Regions from separate parts of the Rattus norvegicus genome. Here region 1 is linked to region 2. A link is a contact called in public Hi-C data. All regions are on one chromosome and are shown on one strand. Each heading gives the region's core, a stretch centred on a gene start, on an enhancer-like site or on the middle of the called end of the contact. The rest is flanking DNA. Distances are from core to core; before and after follow the strand shown.

The links. A called contact is a pair of places that touch in the nucleus more often than the background predicts.
Region 1: a Hi-C map of Schwann cells shows a contact between it and region 2, with 4 times the contacts expected there. The contact joins the promoter of Pitpnc1 here to the promoter of Nol11 in region 2. A contact is called at or near these places in 6 of 12 Hi-C or Micro-C datasets (Schwann cells, frontal cortex, hepatocytes and 3 more).

What each region holds. Positions count from the first base shown.
Region 1 is chr10:92,926,717-92,932,871 of GRCr8, forward strand. It overlaps Pitpnc1 (phosphatidylinositol transfer protein, cytoplasmic 1), which reads right to left and starts at 1,628. Exons shown (of 10, transcript NM_001427419.1): 1 at 799-1,628. The coding sequence starts at 846.
Region 2 is chr10:92,639,422-92,646,284 of GRCr8, forward strand. Nol11 (nucleolar protein 11) reads right to left here and starts at 1,973. Exons shown (of 18, transcript NM_001402074.1): 1 at 1,788-1,973; 2 at 197-310; 3 at 26-82. The coding sequence starts at 1,928. It also overlaps the pseudogene Actb-ps10.

The DNA of each region.
Region 1 (6,155 bases), core at 378-2,877, 290 kb after region 2:
GCGGAGGAAGAATCGGAAGAATGCAAGCTGACCTGCGCGTGGAGGCCGAGCCCTTGAGCAGGGAGCCCCCTACCCTGCAGCCCCGATACTCAGAGCCGGGAGGGCTGGGCCCGACGGCCTGGAGCGCCCTCCGGTGGCCGCGCCGCGGGCCCCACCACTGGGGCTCTTCCTAAGACCACGCTCCCCGCCGCGGAAGGAACGAGACACGCAGAAAGTTTCCGAGCCAGGCGGTCAGCAAAGGACAAGCCAGGTCCCGGAGGGAGCCTGGATGCTCGGACTGGGCAGGAGCCAGCGCCTAGACTGGAGGCGACAAGGAGAAATCTGGTTCTAAACGGACCCTCTCTAGGCCTCCGACGTGCCCCCAGGAGGGACTCTCGGCAGATCCCGACCGCGCGGGATATGTCCCTGCAAACCCACCTCGTAAAGGGTACATGGGGACAGTGGCTATCACCACGGCGGGGTACCCCGATACTCCGGCTGCAGAGCATGCTTGGAGTCTTGTACTCTGTGCATTTGCTTAATTGGAGGGAGGGGGCGCAACAGCTCCCTGTGACGCATTGTGGTCCCCAGTAATCTGATTCTAGATGTCCCCGAAGAGCTCACCTGGACTCCCCCGCCCCACCCCCACGCCTCCTTTCCTCTGCCGGGGTGACGAGTGGGAACAGCGAATCCCCAGCCTCCTCCCCTTACAGCCTCCAGGTTTGGGCGCCAGGGTTTCCCCGCCGCACGCAGTGGACCCGCCGGCCGAGTGGTGGCGGCTGGGGACCCGAAGCGGGCGAGGCCGGGCGCGGTGCCTACCTCGTCCACGGTGAGCGGCATGCAGATTCGGTACTCCTTCAGCAGCATGTTCCTGCCGGCCGCGGACCCCGGGAAAGAAGGGGGCGTCCCAACTGATGAGCAAGGCTGGAGCCCAGTGGAGGGCAAAAACGCTGGGAACCGGAGAGCGAAGCAGCCGGGGTGGTGCGCTCAGCTCCTAACTGCCTCCGGTCCGCCCCAGAGCATGTCAAGCTTCGGGTCCCGGTGTCTGTGACTCCCCCGCCTCCTTCCTCGCAGAGATCAGCTCTCCCGGTATTGCAAAGTCAGGCACTGAGGGAGGGAGACCCGCGGGAGACAGCTCCGATCAGCAGCCCCGGGCTGGTAGGCGCGGCTACCAGATCAGGACATGCCCGGCGGCGGGCAAGAGAGGCAAAAGGAAGGGGAAAAGGGATTTCCACAAATTCAAACAAATGCACAAAAGTCGCCCTCTCGATCCTCCTCCGAAAGCAGAGCTGAACCTGGCGAGCTCCCTTTTCTCCTACCCGTCTACCCTGGGTTAATGTCACCAGGAACACATTGCCGCGGGAGCCGGCGATGCTGACTTTCCAAACAAAGGCTCGATGGGCTCCTCTCCCCGGGCGGTAAACAAGATTTCCTGCTCTTTTTTAGGGCCAGTCCCCGAGTCTCTCCGGAGCTCAGCTGAGAGAGAGAAGGGAAACCGTGGCCGCCAGGGCTCTGCCCTGCTCTGGGCCCCGGGTGTCTTCAACCTCGGCGGTTGGCTGCCAGCGCCTTGCGCGCGTCCCCTCCCCCGAGTCCCTCGGCTCTGCGAGCTCCGTGCGTGCCCGTGAGTTTGCAGCCAGCTCGCCGCGACTGGAGAGTCCGCGCCGAGCTGCAGTGTGCCTGGGGCAGGGAGGTGGGTGCGGGAGGAGCGAGAGCGACGAGGCTGACATCAGCAGCGGCCGCGGCGGGGAGGGTAGCCCCATCCGGCCAATGGGGAAATGGCAAAGAATGTGGAGGATTTAAACAAAACAGCATGTCTCTCCCCGTCTGCTGCCAGACAGCCTGGGCTGTCCCAGAACCTAGAGCGGCTAGCGACGAAGAGAATCGCAAAGAGGGGCTATCCTGGACTCTGACAACGTTGGGATCTGTTTTCGAATGTACTCTGGGTGCCATGGGGCTCTCGAGTTAGTCGCTCTGGAAACTCAGTTTCCAAAGTGCACTAGTGCCCCTTGACTTTGGGGGTGGGAGCGTCTTTACAAATGCTCACAGCGAACATTTTTCTCTCTGATAGGGTAAGGCAAGGCCGAGGGCAAAAGAGGTGATGGTTTTACAGTATGTTTTTCTAATATGTTTTTAAGACGGAATCCTCCAGCAGTGTTGGTAAAAACAAAGTATAAATGCTCGCGCGCTCACATCACACACACACACACACACACACACACACACACACACAGAGAGAGAGAGAGAGAGAGAGAGAGAGAGAGAGATTGAGATTGAGATTGCCTGTTACCTCTTTCTCCCTGGCTCTACAATCCTACTGCAAGCTTCCCAGAGCAGAAAGAATAGGTTTTCGTGTCAGCACTCCTAAGTTCAAAAAGTCACAGTGAAATGTCAATTAAAATGCCTGGGGTGTTGGTATTTCATCCATATTAAACAGATCTCTCATTTTAACCACAAGAAGCACATTCTTCGGTTACTCAGGAAGCAGCATGTAACTGCTGAAGTCTGGTTTTCATTTGTCTGACTTTTTTTTTTTAGCTTGTTTTCCTAAAAATGGAAAAAAAATATGCATCCAGTGCCTATAGGAGGATAATCTGTAAGCATCACTGGCTCTCACGTATAGATGTGCGTGCGTGTGTGTGTGTGTGTGTGTGTGTGTGCTTGTGAACTCCGGAAACCTGTATCCACCCATAGAGCTTGCATAGGGCAAGGCAGACTATGCAGGCCTCAATAATACAGATGTTAAAATTATGCTCAGTAGGTCACTAAGCAACATAATGGGAATGGGCTCTGGCTAAAGTTGTCTAGATGACCCAAGTTTAGAACTCAGGGAACATGATCCACCCTGCTAGGAAAAGGACACCCTAATTCTAGCTTATATTTTGGTTAAGAAAGAAAGAAACAAAGAAAAAATATTTTCTAGATAAATGCTTCCCATAGTTGGCTCAGAAATATTTACAGCAGCTAATTAAAGCCAAACCGAATTCCTTGAGAACTGTGTTTGTTTTTGCTTTTGTTTTGTTTTTGAGATAGGGTTACTCCGTGTAGCACTGGTTGTCCTGGAACTCACTTTGAAGTCCGGGCTGACCTTGAGCTCAGAGACCCACCTGCCTCTGCCTCCCAAGTGCTGGGATTAAAAGTATAGTCTGCCACCATCCTTTGAGGTAGATCATCTAAATTTGACCTGGTAGTTGAACTGGAAACCTGTGAGACAAAAACAAAAACAAACAACCAAAAAAAAAGAAAGAAAGAAAGAAAGAAAGAAAAACACAAGCTGTTTTCCTTCTTCCTTTCCTCTTAGTGGAGTGGCATTAAATAACCTTTACACAGACCCTTCTGTGCATTTTTAGTTATCTCTAGACTGCTAATACTGTGTAAGGCAACTTGTATGCTAGCTACGTAGTTGCTATATTACCTTGTTCAGAGAATAAGGACAGACGGGAAACTTTGCAAGTATTCAGTACAGTAGTGTTTTCTTTTTTTTTTTTTTTTTTTTTTTTTTTGGTTCTTTTTTTCGGAGCTGGGGACCGAACCCAGGGCCTTGCGCTTCCTAGGTAAGCGCTCTACCACTGAGCTAAATCCCCAGCCCCTACAGTAGTGTTTTCTAATCCATGGGAGGGTGAATCCCCGGACAGGGAACCCGGACACTGCTGGGTGACTCTGCTTTTCTTCCACCTCCTGTTACCAAGGTGACGCCCCCCCCCCCATGCATTGTCTTTCCCTTTTTACTCAGCGCCTCTATTGCCTGCTCTCACTAAGTGTGCAAGCACAGCTCTAACCCAGCACCTTGAAGGCCTGACAACAGGATGCTCCAGGCTCTGAGACTGTCTCTCCCACTTTAGCCCATTAGTATTTCTTAATCCTAATGCCTGCAAAAAAAAACTCCGTTTTTTCAGCCTCGATCCTTCTGCCCGTCCCATTGCCTTCTCGGAGAACCCTTCATGCCATCCCTGGCCTCTCGACATCATTTTACTGTTTTTTTTTTTTTTTCTTTTTTTTTTTTTCGGAGCTGGGGACCGAACCCAGGGCCTTGTGCTTGCTAGGCAAGCGCTCTACCACTGAGCTAAATCCCCAACCCCTCGACATCATTTTAAAGCCAAGCATTGACTACCCATGTATATGTTATGGAAAGTAACGCCGACAGCAATGTGCTGAATTGTTGAGGACGCAATACTAGAGGTGCCTGTGTTAACGTAAATACTACAGGAAACATATGGGAACCTGTGGACCCGATGGAATGAGGAAGAGAGGACGGGACATAAACAATCTGGGCGGGAATTAGGGGCGGCTAGGATTCATTACTATGGTTCGTGGTCTGGGGTTAGGAAGAGTTCATTCATAACTCATTTAGTCTTGGGGAAGAGGGTGCCATCTAGTGATCAAAAGTGGGTGCTTGCAAGCGTTTCAAGTTCTGCCTTCAGCAGCCCCAAATAAATGACAATTCTTCCTTCCTTCCTTCCTTCCTTCCTTCCTTCCTTCCTTCCTTCCTTCCTTCCTTCCTTCCTCCATTTTGTTGTTGTTGATGATGATTCTGGATGCAAAGAGTTTCTGAGTAGCCCTGGCTGTCCAGGAACTCACTCTGCAAAGCAGAATGGCCTTGAATTCAGAGATCCGCCCACCTCTGCCTCCAGAGTGCTGGAATTAGAGGCACGTGCCACCACCTCCCAGCCATACCTGTTCCTTTTCAAGGTGACGGAGGGCAACGCTATCATGGTAATGGTTGATAAGAGGTTCCATCAACTGCAGTTGTCGGCGGTCGAATGTAAAAATGAGGGTAGGGCACAGGGAAAGTAAAGGCATCACGCGTTGACTTCACGTCTTAGGACAGATGGCACTTTGTTATGGAAGTCACTGAAAGATAAGAACAGAATTCTTGGTTTCACTGATTAAATATGTCAACCCTCCACCATCCAGCATTTGGCCGTGTTGAGGAGGGGGCGACCAGGAATCAGTGTAAGATCCATTGGTCCTATGCAAGGGTCTAATTACTCCGAACTTGATTGGGACTGACTTTCAGCCTCTAGAAGAGCAAGCTCGGGGGTTGGAGGTTTAGAGACTGATTTTCAACTTGTCCAAAGGGGTTGCATGGGGGAGGGGGAGGCTGAGGTGTAGTTCAATAGGAGATCTCTCATCCTGCTCAAGACCTGGTTTCTTCTAGCTCTGCAGTGGGGAGGAGAAAGGGTTGAGAGAAGATGATTTAAAAAGAAAAAAGTAGCCATTGGGAACTGGAGAGATGGCACAGTGGTTGAGAGCACTTGGCTGTTAGAGAGGATGCCAGTTCTGTTCTTTTTTTTTTTTTTTTTTTTTAATTATTTTCTGAGTTAAGACTCATGTTTTTTTTTTTTTTTTTATTAACTTGAGTATTTCTTATATACATTTCAAGTGTTATTCCCTTTCCCGGTTTCCGGGCAAACATCCCCCTCCCCCCTCCCCTTCCTTATGGGTGTTCCCTTCCCAACCCTCCCCCCATTGCCGCCCTCCCCCCATAGTCTAGTTCACTGGGGGTTCAGTCTTAGCAGGACCCAGGGCATCCCCTTACACTGGCGATCTTACTGGGATATTCATTGCTACCTATGGGGTCAGAGTCCAGGGTCAGTCCATGCATAGTCTTTAGGTAGTGGCTTAGTCCCTGGAAGCTCTGGTTGCTTGACATTGTTGTACGCCAGTTCTGTTCTTAACGCCCACATCAAGAGGCTCCCAACCGCCTGTACCTCCAGGGCATCTGACATCCTCTTCTAGCTCTGAAGGCCCTCAGATACACGTGGAAAAGTCACATTTATGCACACCTATAATAATTCTAGGACTGGGGAGATGCCTCCGTGGTTAAGAGCACTGACTGCTCTTCTAGAGGTCCTGAGTTCAATTCCCAGAAACCACATGGTGGCTCACGACCATCTGTAATGGGATCCGATGCCCTCTTCTGGTGTGTCTCGATGACGGTGACATTGTACTTATATAAAATAAACCTTTAAACAAAAATATATAGTAATAATAGTAATAATTTTAAAAATCGTTCCCAGAGTAAATGGTGCACATGTTTAATCCCAGTACTCAGGAGGCAGAAGCAGGCAGATCGGGAGGCCATAGTCTATATATAGTGAGTTCCAGGTCAGCACGAGCTGGACAGTGAAACCCTGTCTCCAAAGAAAGGAAGGAAGGAAGGAAGGAAGGGTAACTCC
Region 2 (6,863 bases), core at 723-3,222:
TATGTCAGAAAACCCAAAGACTTACTGTAGCTTTGAATACTTTATCCAGGTTTACGTCTTCATTATTCCATATTCTCAAAACCTTAAATCAAAAAAGTACACTGGTTATATAGTGCTGTATTGCCTATTTACATGTAAGGAATAATCATACATGCAATATAGTTTATGTTACACATATTATTGTTTTCAATTTTACCTTATGGTCATGTACCATAATATACTCTCCAGTCTGAAAGTTGCACACAGCAGGACATGTTATAGTCTGGCCTTGTTTCACCGACCAGCTGCCCAAGGGTTTCTGGTCAGAAACCTGGCAAAAGAATAAACAGTTTAAGAATTTAGCTTCGGACATTAGAGCAGTTAGATTTAATAAATGAAAAAAAAAGCCCTTGAATGAGAGTACTGACTATGATTTCTACCTGTGTGAAGTACCTAAACTAAAACAATGACATCTGAGAGAATGGCTACCAGGGGCTGGGACAAATTATTATTTCTTCTGTATTGGAGATGGTCTTTCTGTGTAATCTAGGTTGGCCTCGAATCCAGATTCTCTTACCTCAAGTTCCAGAGTGGATAGTTACTATTTATTTTTAGTCTTTTTTTCTTTTTTTTTTTTTTTTCCGGAGCTGGGGACCAAACCCAGGGCGTTGAGCTTGCTAGGCAAGCGCTCTACCACTGAGCTAAATCCCCAACCCACTATTTATTTTTAATTACATGTATGTATTTATTGTGCACGCACACACTCATGAACCCAGAGGCTAGAGGACGGTGTTCAGGAATCTCCTTTCCTTCTACAGGACCCCCATTGAAGGAATCAGAGAAAGGACTGGAAGAGCTTGAAGGGGCTCGAGACCCCATATGAACAACAATGCCAAGCAACCAGAGCTTCCAGGGACTAAGCCACTACCTAAAGACTATACATGGACTGACCCTGGACTCTGACCCCATAGGTAGCAATGAATATCCTAGTAAGAGCACCAGTGGAAGGGGAAGCCCTGGGTCCTGCTAAGACTGAACCCCCAGTGAACGGGATTGTTGGGGGGAGGGCGGCAATGGGGGGAGGAAGGGGAGGGGAACACCCATAAAGAAGGGGAGAGAGAGGGGTTAGGGGAATGTTGGCCCGGAAACCGGGAAAGGGAATAACACTCGAAATGTAAATAAGAAATACTTAAGTTAATAAAAAAGTAATAAAAAAAAGTGTTTTGTGGATGATTGCTATAACAAGGTTCTAAGTGTGCCGAGACAGGAATTAGGCTGCAAATCCGGTGAGACTGCGACTTTCCAGCCCTCAACTCTTAAGTTTCAGAGTGTGATGCAGAATTGCTCAACCTTTCTAGGATACCAAGAAATCTCTGCCTCTTCCCATTCCCCGACTTCCCGCGTCCCAGAAATCCCAAGGAACCGAGGATGTATTGGAGAACACATATTTTCAACCTATCAGTGTCATCCTTTGAAGCTCAATCTCCGCTCGACCCTTCAGCAAGCAAGCCGCAGGGTGACAGAAATCCCCTTGGCCCGGCTCTCTCCGGGAGATTAGAAGGGGAGGCATAGGTTCCCAGCTTATCCCTTGTGCACCGAGACACCGCCGCATGTCCTTCGGAAATATGTCAGTCCTCACAAGCAAACAGCTTCTGAACCTCATTCGGCGTCCAGCCGACTCTGTCGCACCGCAGACGTCTGTCACGCCCGCTCCTGGCTTTCCATCCCAAGAGGTGATAAACTCAAGCCTCCCGCTCCCAGCTTCCGACAGAGGCGAGACACCTGCCCGCCGCTCCCACCGCCCTCACCTTGTAGAGGACGACGGTCCTGCCTCTGTCGGTCACTAGGAACTGGTCGGCCTTGTCACTGGGCTCTACACCTAGGAATCCTTCAGGCCCGGCGCCTAAGACTCCAGTAGACAACGTGAATTCTTCTTCCAAGGCTGCCATTTTGGGCTGGCCTACAGCCCGTGCATGCCTCCCAGTAGGCTTTGCGCTTCTCTCGCGAGAGCGAAAGACACAAAAGGGGTGGGTCCTCGCCAAAGGAGGAAAATCAGCTCCTGCAGAACTGCGACCCCTGGCGGGTGGAAGAGAGATCACCGCCCAGTGGGTGGAGCCTAGACCACGTGCCAATGACCGTGCCCCTCGAGGCCACGCCTCCCGACTCCTAGAGACAAATCGTTAAGTTGGCTTCTCTGCCCTGTGTTTGCCAGTTAGCTAATGGAAACTGAAGGATGAGTTTAAAAAAAAAATGGCCTGGTTTTAAAAAAAAAAAAGCAGCTTTAAAAAACATGCTAAGTGGGGTTGGGGATTTAGCTCAGTGGTAGAGCGCTTGCTTGGCAAGCGTAAGGCCCTGGGTTCGGGCCTCAGCTCCAAAAAAAAAAAAAAAAAAAACATGCTAAGTGAACTCTAGGAAGTCCTACCGCAATATGCCAGAAGGGAAAAAAAATTAACCTGCAGATGACTCTTAAGGTGCTGTTTCAAAATGCCTAATCTCATTTACATCAACCCTCCAGAGGTGTCTAGTCCTGTGGGCATTTATTTTTCCTGTCGTTTTGGCGCTGGTAGAAAAATCTCTTCCAGATTATAAGGATGTAATTCCTTTGATTAAAAAACAAAACACGAAATCTAACTGGGCGTGGTGGCACATGTCTTTGATCCTAGCACTCTAGAGGCTGAGGCAGGGGGGAATCTCAGTAAATTCGAGAGCGGTTTGGTCCGCATGGAATTCCAGGACAGCCTTAGCTACAAAAAGAAATTTAGCAGGGCATGCCCAGCCCTTGGCAAGCCAAGGATGATCAACAGATTGGTGGCCAGCCTGGGCTACTGGGAGGTGCTCTCACAGAGCGAACTAGGAAATGCTCTGTGCTAACTAACGTTGGCTAGGCTTCCTTTAACCTCAGTGTGGGTGAAGAATCACAAAAGTTTCATCCCTGGAGATCCCTGACTCTGACAGATAGCTAAAGTGGAGCGGTTTGCTGCTTGTATAACTTTGGGGATGGGGCTTGTGAATTTTACAGGTTTTGGCTTAATTATACTTGTAAATTTTATTTGCTGAGTCTCTGGGCCTTACACCTCCTTTTTCCTTGCTAGGAAATACTCAGAGGCACTACTGCAGTTTGAGCAGACTGCTGCACAATGTATGCATATATATATATATATATATATATATATATATATATATGTGTGTGTGTGTGTGTGTATGTGTGTGTGTGTGTGCGCGCATACATACACACACATTGTTTCTGTTTTGTTTTGTTTGGAATAGGGCATTTTGTAGCCTAGGCTGGCCTGGAACTTACCTAGTAATGAGTATCACTGGGCCCTTATTTATATGCATCTGGGTGCACCACCCACACCATCTTGCTTCTGGTCCTGGCTGTCCGGGACCTGACAGACTACCTCATGAAGATCTGACAGAGCAAGGTTGAAGCTTTACTACCACAACTGAGCTGGAAACTGTGGGTGACATTAAGGAGAGGCTTGATATGTTGGCCTGGATTTTGAGCAAGAAATGGCTACTGTTGCATCGTCTCCCTCCTTGGAGAAGGACGCTGTGAGCTACCTGATGGGCAGGTGATCACCATCAGCAATGAGCGATACCGATACCGGTGTCCAGAGGGACTCTTTCAGCCTTCCTTCCTGGGCATGGAGTCCGGTGGCATCCACAAGACCACCTTTGACTCCCTCGTGACATGTGATGTGGACATTCGAAAGGACTTGTGTGCCAATATGGTGCTGGCTGGTGGTACCACCATGTACCCAGGCATTTCTCATAGGATGCAGGAGATCACGGCCCTAGCACCCAGCACAATAAAAATCAAGATTATTGCCATCCCTTAGCACAAAGGACTCAGTCTGGATTGGTGGCTCCATCCTGGCCTCACTATCTGCCTTCTAGCAGATGTGGATCAGCAAGTATGAGGAGTCTGCCCCGCCCCCACCACGCCCATCGTCCACCGCAAATTCTTCTAGATGGACTGAGCAGGTGTCGGGCATCGCTGCATGAGTTATTCTAAAGTATCAACTTGCCCAGGCAAGTGTACACACCTCATGCTGGCTTCCTGAAACTGGTACAAGCCTTGGAAAAGAAATCTGTCCTTGAAGCTTATATCGGGTATCAACACTGGAGTGTAGAACTTGTTGCTGATTTTTGACCTTGTATTCAAGCTAACTGTTCCCTTGGTACCCTGTGCATATCTTGATTTGGTCCTTAATCTATGTGGCTCGGTCACTAGTAAGAGCTTGTAGGAGCATACTGTGGGGGAGGGAGAGGGGATGGGGGCTTGTGGAGGGGAAACTGGGAAAGGGGAAAACATTTGAAATGTAAATAAATGAAATCACCAATAAAAAATGGAAGAGAGAGAGAGAGAGAGAGAATACTGTGGACAAGAAATCCCCACCCTGGACTGGTGTAACACCGTGTAGTGATCTGTGCCGGTTATTAACGGACAGCAGACTTACAGTATTTCCCAAGGCTGGCAAGTGTTCCTTACCAGTCACTACGTCCGTTTTGCTGGTCTAAGGGTGGGAAAGTCCGAGCCTTAGGACCTCGTTTCCCTCTGGCTTTATCCCTCCTGACCGCCATGGGTTGTTACTTGCCATGATTTGGGAATGTTTTCATTGACACCTGTAAATGTAATTCATCCTTTTAATTTATGTAAAGTTTTTTTTTGTGCTCAATACTTTAAAAAATGACAAATGTGGGTTTTTCCACTGTTCAGTGAGAACATTAGGCCTGGTGACATGTCACTGAGTAAAGAAAACTAAAAGTGCTACAGTAAATGCAATAAAATTGCATTTTTTTTTTCTGGGTGGTGGCAGCAGCGGTGGCGAACACCTTTAATCCGGGCGCTCTGGAGGCAGAGGTGGGTGGATCTCTGTAAGTTCAAGGCCAACCTGGTCTACAAAGCAAGTTCCAGGACTGTGAGGGCTACAAAGACGAACACTGTGTAGAAAAAAAATTTTTTAAATGGGTTTTATTTTTACTTAGTGTGTGTGTGGATATTTTGCCTGCTTGTGTGTCTGTGCACCAAGTAAGTGCCTGGCACCCTCAGAGGTCAGAAGAGCATGTCAGGTCCCCTGGAACTGGAGTTCCAGATATCTGTGAGCCACCATGTGGGTGCTGGAAATTGAATTAGGGTCCACTGCAAGAGCAACAAGCATCTTTTTAAAAGATTTATCTATTCACTATATGAATACATTAGCTGTCCTCAGACACACAAGAAGAGGGCATCAGATCCCATTACAGATGGTTGTGAGCCACCATGTGGTTGCTGGGATTTGAACTCAGGACCTCTGGAAGAGCAGTCAGTGCTCTTAACCGCTGAGCCATCTCTGCAGCCCCAGATTGGGAGTCTTAACACATGTGAAAGCGAATGTTCAGACCTCGGCAAGGAATGGAATAGTAGAATTCCAGCAGGCATCTTTGGAAGCAGTTTCTCTGCAGCAGGCATTGAAGAGAGGAGAAGAATCTAAGATCTTTCATTATAGTATGGGGTGTGTCTTTTCTTTTCTTTTTTTCTTTTTTTTTTTTCTTTTTTTCGGAGCTGGGGACCAAACCCAGGGCCTTGTGGTTGCTAGGCAAGCGCTCTACCACTGAGCTAAATCCCCAACCCCGGGGTGTGTCTTTTCAAAACCCACTGCCTGCATCCAGAGATTTCTTATCGTGGTAAAATATACACAATGTGAAACGTACCATTTTAATCATGTCTTGATAGGAAGTTCCTTGCCATTGCTACATTGACGTATTTTTAGTAGCCATCACCACCATCCAATTCCAGAACTTTTTTTTGTCTTCCTAAACATGGTAAATCCTCCTTTCTCTTCCTCCTCTCTCAGCCCCTGGAACCCGTCCCACTACTTCTTGTCTCTGTGAATTCCATCCTCACAAACCTTTCCTGTTAGGTAGAGCTGCACTCTTGTCCTTTCGAGATTGGACTCTTCCACCCCGCTATATCTTCAGTCCATGTGGTAGTGCCAGAGGATAACTGTGGGCATTTAGTCTAGGCTCTGTCCCTCAATTACCTGGCAATGGCCAGGCGTGCCTGACTCACTGTAAAAGGGGCTGCTTGCCCCCCTCCTCTCTCCCTCTTGCTCGATTCTCTTCTCCTTTTTTTTTTTTTTCAGAGCTGGGGTCCGAACCCAGGGCCTTGTGCTTGCTAGGCAAGCGCTCTACCACTAAGCCAAATCCCCAACCCCTCTCTTCTCCTCTTGCCCCTGCTACTTACCCTCTCCTCTCTCTCTCCCCACTCCTCTTTCCCCCACTCCACATGCTCATATGCTCATGACCTGCCTTTACTCTTCTCTCTCTCTCTCTCTCTCTCTCTCTCTCTCTCTCTCTCTCTCTCTGTCTCTCAACTCCCCTCCCTATGCCTTGAATAAACTCTATTCTATACTATTCCATAGTGTGGCTGGTACCTCAGAAGGAAGGGATGTCTCAGCGTGGGCCCACAGAGGCACCCCTCCCTCCACACCATACCAAGCCTCCACCAAACACACTCCTTCCTTCCTTACCTGTTTATAAAACACAACAGTAACAGTTCTCTCCCTCCACCCTGCAGTCTCCAGGGACCAGACTTGGGTTGTTAGCCTTGGTGGCAAGCTCCTTTACCTGTCAAGCCCTTTTGCTGGCCCCCAAGCCTGTTCTTTATCTTGGACCCTAGCAACTGCTTTCTGGGCTCTCTGATCCTTTGCCCACTCTTAGGCAATCTATAGCCAGTAGGATCTCTATGAGATCATATATCTACTGCCACCCCAAATGGGCCCAATCGCATCCAATCAGATTCTGAACTCCCTGCTTACGATGCTCTAATATTCTTGTGCTTTCAGATGAGCACAGTCAAATTCTTACTTACCTTGACCTACAAGATAGCTTGTCAAATA